Regions from separate parts of the Zea mays genome. Here region 2 is linked to region 1. Evidence: chromatin contacts called from public Hi-C data. All regions are on one chromosome and are shown on one strand. Each heading gives the region's core, a stretch centred on a gene start, on an enhancer-like site or on the middle of the called end of the contact. The rest is flanking DNA. Distances are from core to core; before and after follow the strand shown.

What was found. A called contact is a pair of places that touch in the nucleus more often than the background predicts.
Region 2: a contact with region 1 is called in a Hi-C map of bundle sheath, with 2.1 times the contacts expected there. The contact joins the promoter of LOC100285261 here to the promoter of LOC100383170 in region 1. A contact is called at or near these places in 2 of 25 Hi-C or Micro-C datasets (bundle sheath and tassel).

Annotation. Positions count from the first base shown.
Region 1 is chr9:159,345,791-159,349,423 of Zm-B73-REFERENCE-NAM-5.0, reverse strand. It overlaps LOC100383170 (Protein kinase domain superfamily protein), which reads right to left and starts at 1,910. Exons shown (of 13, transcript NM_001175835.1): 1 at 1,358-1,910. The coding sequence starts at 1,780.
Region 2 is chr9:159,548,760-159,552,392 of Zm-B73-REFERENCE-NAM-5.0, reverse strand. LOC100285261 reads left to right here and starts at 1,776. Exons shown (of 14, transcript NM_001158155.2): 1 at 1,776-1,857; 2 at 2,008-2,104; 3 at 2,428-2,511; 4 at 2,617-2,704; 5 at 2,801-2,905; 6 at 2,997-3,497; 7 at 3,599-3,633. The coding sequence starts at 1,822.

The DNA of each region.
Region 1 (3,633 bases), core at 661-3,160:
CCCAAGTTTACTTTCGCTTATCGGCACATCTGAAACTTCAGGCCACCACATCACTGGTTGCGATCAAAGCCATCCCTTGATCCTGGGCTGCTTCCTGCAGATGGTAGAACAGCGCAGTTCTTTAAGGACTTCAGTTCCATTCTTCAGCGGATCCTGGTTTTCCCTTGATAGCAGTCCTGCCCACCTCCATGATACACTAGCACGATTTGACCAGCAACCATATATTGCTTCTGAAAAAAAGAATTATGCTACCTATCTTCCACCTCCATGATATAGACCATCTAGCATGCATACGGCTTCTTCCTTTTTTAACCTAGGTTTTTGCATGCCCTGGTTGCCTACAAAGGTGTATATTTTTGTACCCATTTCTCAGGAGCAGAAGTCTTTTCTTTTTGTTATCTTTTTTCCCTTCTAACAGTGGCATTGGAAGCAATCCAATTTTTCCTAGTAGTGGCACACAAAAACCAATCATTTTGGCTTTACCACTGCAAATACCTCAGTATATTTTGTGTGCATGCAAGCAGCCCCCAAATAATAAGTAGCATTTCCATTTCTCCATGTATTATTTCCTACTCCTAGACTGAGGTGGATCATAATAGCAAGCAAGAAATAAGGTAGTATCTCAGTGGTGACAAAATTTACAAAGGTCGACAGCATTAATGTGTGTGTAGGTTTCCCAAGTGTACCTAAATGACAACGGGGAGACCAAGACCACTATTTGGTTCGTCAAGCAGACGCCATAAATAGGAATTAGTGATGATTCAGCAAACTAGTGCTTTAACGGATCAGCGTAGCATGTACAGAAAAAAGGCTGCTTTATGTGATCTAGGAAGCCTATAATTGGTGGCTTCCACGGGGCCTCAACCTAATACTTCCTCTAATCACAAATTCCATTAGGACATCCAAGTGGTCTTCAATATGACAATTTGATTAGTGATCAAACACATGTTATCTTAAATAGAAAGAGTTATAAGAAAAAAAAAACATTTCACAATGAATCAAGCAGCGCCAATCTTGTGTTGTCAATCTATGTGATTGTTCGTCAGAACTAAAAGATTTGAATTAGGCCATAGTTAAATTATGTTGGTGATTGGAGGAAGCATCTTCTATGACTAAAACCAATGGTCAGTAACAATCAGGAAGCTTATGGGTGGTACATGCGTTTTTTCGCTATGTGTGATTCCCCATGCTATGGGCTAAAGTGAAGCTCAATTAGGAACTAGACATAAAAGTCGAGGCAGTTGAATGAAGTAGCACAAACGGTTTCAACCTAAAACCTCACAAGCAACTAGCAGGTGGAGGCGCCCAAAGCCGAGTATTATTATATATCGATGGTTGTCCCGATTGCAAGGCTCACCCAATATCGGCGGGAGAGGAACTCCGCGGTGTGGGTCTCGTCCCGGTGGGCGGCGAAGCGATCGAGGCTCATGAGCTTGGCCTTCCTGATCTGCTCCCCGTCCAGGCCCCCCGCGCAGTCGCTGTTGGAAGACGCCGACAGCGCCATGGCAAGCTGCATCTGGAACTCCTCTTCCGACGATATGTAGTCCTCCCCTCCCGCTCCAGCCGCCGCCGCAGCAGCAGCAGCGCCCGTGGGCGTCGCCGCCGCGGAGGAGGGCGAGGGCGAGACCGGCGTAGAGACGGAGAGCGCCGGCGCCGGCGCCGTCCCCGACGGGGAGCTCGCGGGCGGCGGCCCCGACGTCTGCGGCGGCGGCGCCGCCGGGGACGCGGGGTCGTTGGACCGGTGCTGCCACCTGATCTTACTCTTGAACAGGCTCTTCATCCCTCCAGGCTCCCCGCTAGCTCGGTGGCTAGGGTTTGCTTGCGTCGAGCGTTTCCGCGTCCCGGTCGGCGAAGGGGAGACGACGACTCGTGACGAGGAAGCGACGGGCGAGGGGGTGGAAGCGGGGAGGAGGTGGGGACTGGCCCGACTGGGGATGGGGGGGCACGGGAGGAGTGCGAACTGCGAAGGAAAGCCGAAAGCGGGGGAGTCCTCCTGCGTCTCCGAGGGGTGTGACTGCAAAATGGCGTGGCTGCGTTGTTTCGGATCGGATCGGATCGGATCGGGTGCCGGGTCGGGTCTGCGCGGCAACTGGCCTAGTGGTAGTGGTGATTAGTTGAGACTTGAGAGATGAGAGGCATGGGATTTGGCATTAATTACCGAAGCAACCACCGGATTAGATTAAGCACTATTGAGAGGCATGGGATTTGGCATTAATTACCGAAGCAACCACCGGATTAGATTACGCGGAGAGGAGATAGAGAGACGGGGACATGAACTGAAACTGAGCGCCGACACGGCCGCCGATGGTGGGTAGATTTCTTTTAGCAATATCAAATTAAAGTAAGGATTCGGTTATTTCCATGACTTATGATGACTTATGGATTGGAAGGGATTAAAAAAATTACTAAGAATTTTGACTTGATATAGATTTTGTCGGAGACCATAATTAGGGGTACACTCAAGACTCCTAAATCTCAGCCGGTAACCCCCATCAGCACAAAGCTGCAAAGGCCTGATGGGTGCGACTAAGTCAGGGATCGGTCCATTCGAGGGACGCGATCACGCCTCGCCCGAGCCCAGCCTCGGGCAAGGGCAGCCGGCCCCGGAGGATCTACGTCTCGCCCGAGGACCCCCTCCAGCAACGGACACACCTTCGGCTCGCCCGAGGCCCAGTCTTCACCAAGAAGCAACCTTGGCCAAATCGTCATGCCAACCGACCAAATCACAGGGGCATTTAATGCAAAGGTGGTCTGACACCTTTATCCTGACGCGTGCCCTCCAGTTGACAGAGCCGAAGTGACCGTAGTCACTTCGCCGCTCCACTAACCGGCCTGACAAGAGGACAGCGCCGCTTGCGTCGCTCTGACTGTTGTGCCACTCGACATAGTGAGGGTGACAGCAGCCAAGTCCGGCCCTAGGCGCCATGGGAAACTTCGCTTCGCTCGACCCCAGGGCTCGGACTCGGGCTCAGCCCCGGAAGACGACGAACTCCGCTTCGCCCGACCCCAGGGCTCGGACTCGGGCTCAGCCCCGGAAGACGACGAACTCCGCTTCGCCCGACCCCAGGGCTCGGACTCAGCCCTGGCATCAGCCGACGGTCTCCGCCTCGCCCGACCCAGGGGCTCGGATTCGACCTCGGCCTTAAAAGACAGACTCGACCTCGACCTCGGAGGAGCCTCCACCTCGCCCAACCCAGGGCACGGACCGACCACGTCAACAGGAGGCGCCATCATTACCCTGCCCCAAGCTGACTCAGGCTACGGGGAACAAGACCGGCGTCCCATCTGGCTCGCTCCACTATACGAGTAATGATGGCGCCCCGCACGCTCTATGACGACGACGGCTCTCAGCCCCCTTACGGAAGCAAGAGGACGTCAGCAAGGACTCGACAGCCCCGACAGCTGTACTTCCGCCAGGCTCCGGCGCTCCTCCGACGGCCACGACATCACACGAACCGGGTGCCAAAACCTCTCTGGCTGCCACGATGGCATGTACTTAGGGCGCTAGCTCTCCTCCGCTAGACACGTTAGCACACTGCTACACCCCCATTGTACACCTGGATCCTTTCCTTACGTCTATAAAAGGAAGATCCAGGGCCCTCTTACGAGGGTTGGCCGCGCGGGAAAGGACGG
Region 2 (3,633 bases), core at 527-3,026, 200 kb before region 1:
TGCTGTCCTCTTCCTCAAGGTAATTCATTCTTGCCACTGTTTCGTTCCGCGCTAAATTTGATCGAGTACCATATGTATGGAAAAAAAAAATTCTAAAAGAACTGGCACCTCGTTAAAGAAAGAATCGCTGCTTCTTCTAAAACTCATGACTGTACCATATATATACTGTTCCACAGAACAAAGGTCTGCCATAATGTACGATGTATAGTGGCAGCAAAGTAGATGTATACATACATACATACATGTGCCGGTCCGGTCTCGGCCAAGAGGGGCGAGCTCATTTGTTCCGATCTTGATCCGGTCCAGTTCTGACGAAAGAAAAGGAAGGATGAGAGAAGAAATTAGGCGCGGCCCTTGGCTTTCGTTTTGCCATGACAGGAGCACGCTCTTTGATTCTTGAGTAGCAAGCACATGGAAAGAAGAGTGAATCCCTTGGGAGTAGGGAGTGACCACCACCATCCAGATTCCGGGGCGGCGCTCTCTCTCACACTCAGTCAGGACTCAAAAGGCACGCGGAACAACAAGAGTCCTCCAAAATCCGTGTGGCGACTGTGTGAGTGTGACTGGCAGCCGTAGCTGCATTCCATTCCATTGCATTCCATTCCAAGTAGCTTAGCCTCCTCCTGGAAACAGTATAACAGAGTTGTTTATACATTGAGCTATAACAAAGTTGCTTTTTTACGTTGAGCTGCTAAGAACAGAGCAGCGCTAGTACAAGTAGAAGGAAAGCATCTCGAGTTCTCCAATCCAACTCACACACTCTGCTCGCCGTACAGGGATAGCGATGCAAGATCCAGCAGGCTGGCCGGAGAGGGAGAGACCAGTCTCTCCTCGAGCCCAAGTACGAAAGCGTATCAAAAGAAGAAAGGAACAAGGTGGGGGAAAAAAACTAGGGGGGCCGTATCATATATCTGGTGCCGAAAAACGCCCTTGGAACGGAGAAAAGCAAGGTCGCGGTGAAGTGTGAGCAGCCTCTCCTCTAGTGGTTCTGCTGGGACGACACCACCAGCACTGCAGTACCACTACTAGTTAGTAAGTACGCTGCTGCACACAACAATATTCTTTTTTCTCTCCATAATACTACAAATACTGCAGTATCAATGTGGCTGTCCCTCCTCTTTTCCGCTGATGGAGTTGAGATGTTCTGCACTACTTTTCCACCCCGAATCCGGATGGCACCCGTACCGTAGTGCTTGTATGCCTTCTTTCCCTTTCTTCTACTTGTACCTACATGCTACTACAGGTGTACTACGTATTTTGCTCCCCCCACTTGGTTTTGCAAGCAAGACCAGCGTAAAAGCAGAGGAGACTGTCAGATTCCTCTTTCGCTTTATTCTCCCGCCCAGCCTCACACACACGTAGTTAGTGTTGGGCTACTCACACATGACACAACTTCGCCTCCCTCCAAATACCCAGAGTTTTGAAGCAGGGAGGAAGGAAGACAGAGCAGAAGCAGAGCGCTCTCCGTCTCCGGTCCAGTATCTCCGCTCGCCCTCCTCCCTCCTCCTCCTCCTTCGCTTCAGGTTCAGGAGCCAGTTAGAACATTGGTGTTAGCGCGCGCTCTTTCCTCCAAGCAGAATCAAGATTTTGTTCCCATCCTCAAGTACTTACTCCTCCTCTCCCCCACTCTCCAGCCGTCCTCTCTCCTTCTCCATCAAATCACAGGCTTTGTTTATAGGGAAAAAAAAACAAACAAACAAACAGTTGTCTCTGCGCCCGCCCGCCCGCCTTGGCTTCTTCTACCTACATCAGCTGTCCATTTCGCAGCACGCAGCAGCAGTCTCTACGCTACGGCTGCATGAGTGTTAGCTAGCAGCAAGGATGAGAGATGGCAGCAACACCACCAAGAAGAGCAAGGTATCTTCCGACTCCTCCCTCCCCTCCACCTTCACTCAGCTCTGCTGCATTTCTAAAAGTTAAATTACTAGTACGTCCCTCTCCATGCTCCTCCATTTTTGCGCCGTTCCTTGATGTTTTTGCCTGCTGCGGTGCCGGTGCGGCTTGTAGCTGTCGTGGTCCAAGAGCTTGGTGAGGAAGTGGTTCAACATCAGGAGCAAGGCCCACGACTTCCACGCCGACGATGTGGCCGCGATTGGTAGGACAGGTACGCGTTTCTGTGAGCTAGCTCTCGCCCTGTGCGCGTTTGTATCGTACGTATTCGTAGGCCTGGTTGCCCCCCCCCCCCCCCCCCCCCCCCCCCCCCGCATTGCTCCGGCAGTGAGCTCGCCATCTGTCTCATGAAGATCAGTTTTGCTGTCTCTTCAGCTTCTCATCTTTCTTGTCTTGTTCTTTCTCTTTTTCTTTCACCAGACACACCAGCTTTCCTGTGTTTTTTTTTCTTCCCACGAGCTCTTGTTACCAAGATATTGATACAACGCGCTGCTATCTTGGATTGGATGTTGCCTGATCGATGGTTTCTTGCTTCAGTTGCAGGAGGGGGCGATGACGAGTGGAGGAGGGGCAGCAGCTTCACCCGTAGGGAGCCGAGCACAGTGAAGAAGAGCAAGACAGGTGAGCAGAGTATTAGCAGGCTACGCCAAAGGCTTGTCCTTTATTTGCTACCTGGACTGTCACATTTCTGAATTGTTTCTTCGATGCCGTCGCGCGTTGATTCAGAGAGGTCCTCGAGGAGGAGCAATGGGCACTCGAGGCGGGGAAAGATTGACCTTGATGCCGCCGAAGCCACAGTGACATTGGACTATAGGTATACTACTGCATTGCCGTTGCAGAGTTAGTGCTCGTCGTACCCACCATTTCCAAAACTTAGACGGTTAGGTAACTTCTCGTGTGCTTGAAGTAGGATATTTGTTGCTACATGGAATGTGGGCGGCCGTTCCCCGCCAAATAACATGAGCCTCGAGGACTGGCTCCACGCTGCACCTCCTGCTGACATCTATGTCCTCGGGTACTTGTGTACATCTCGATCACGATTCTTGTGGCAGTGCTATTAATCAAGTAAGATTTCACCGGGTTTGTTGATGCTATTGTTTGTCTAGGTTTCAAGAAATTGTTCCACTCAATGCCGGTAACGTCCTTGGGACAGAGGACAATGTTCCAGCGAAGAGGTGGGTGTCACTGGTCAGGAGGACACTGAACAATTTGCCAGGTACTAGTGGCAACGGGAGCTTCCGGACACCATCTCCGGCTCCTAACCCTGTGGTGGAGATCGACGATGATTTTGAGGGTTTGTCATCGAAGCAGAACAGTGCAAGTTTCTTCCATCGCCGGTCTTTCCAGGCTGGGCTTAGTCGGAGTTTGAGGATGGAGGGTGACATTCTTGCTCCTCAGCCAAGGCTGGAACGTCGGTACAGTGTCTGTGACCGAGCAATCTATGGCCGTAGGCCTAGCGACTATGAGAACAACTACCGATGGGGTGGATCGTCAGATGATGAGAATAATACTGGAGAGTCACCGAGCACTGTGTATTCACCAGTGTCGTACGGTTACGGCAATGCATCATCTCTGGAAGATGGTCAAAGACGGCCTGGCCAAACTAGGTAAGTTTTGTTCTGAAGTTATTCATTCTTGAAGCTGGACTCCATCGTCCCATTACTAGCTATGTGAGTTAGTGTATTTCTTGTGGTAACTGGCTGTTCAGATACTGTCTGGTGGCAAGCAAGCAAATGGTAGGGT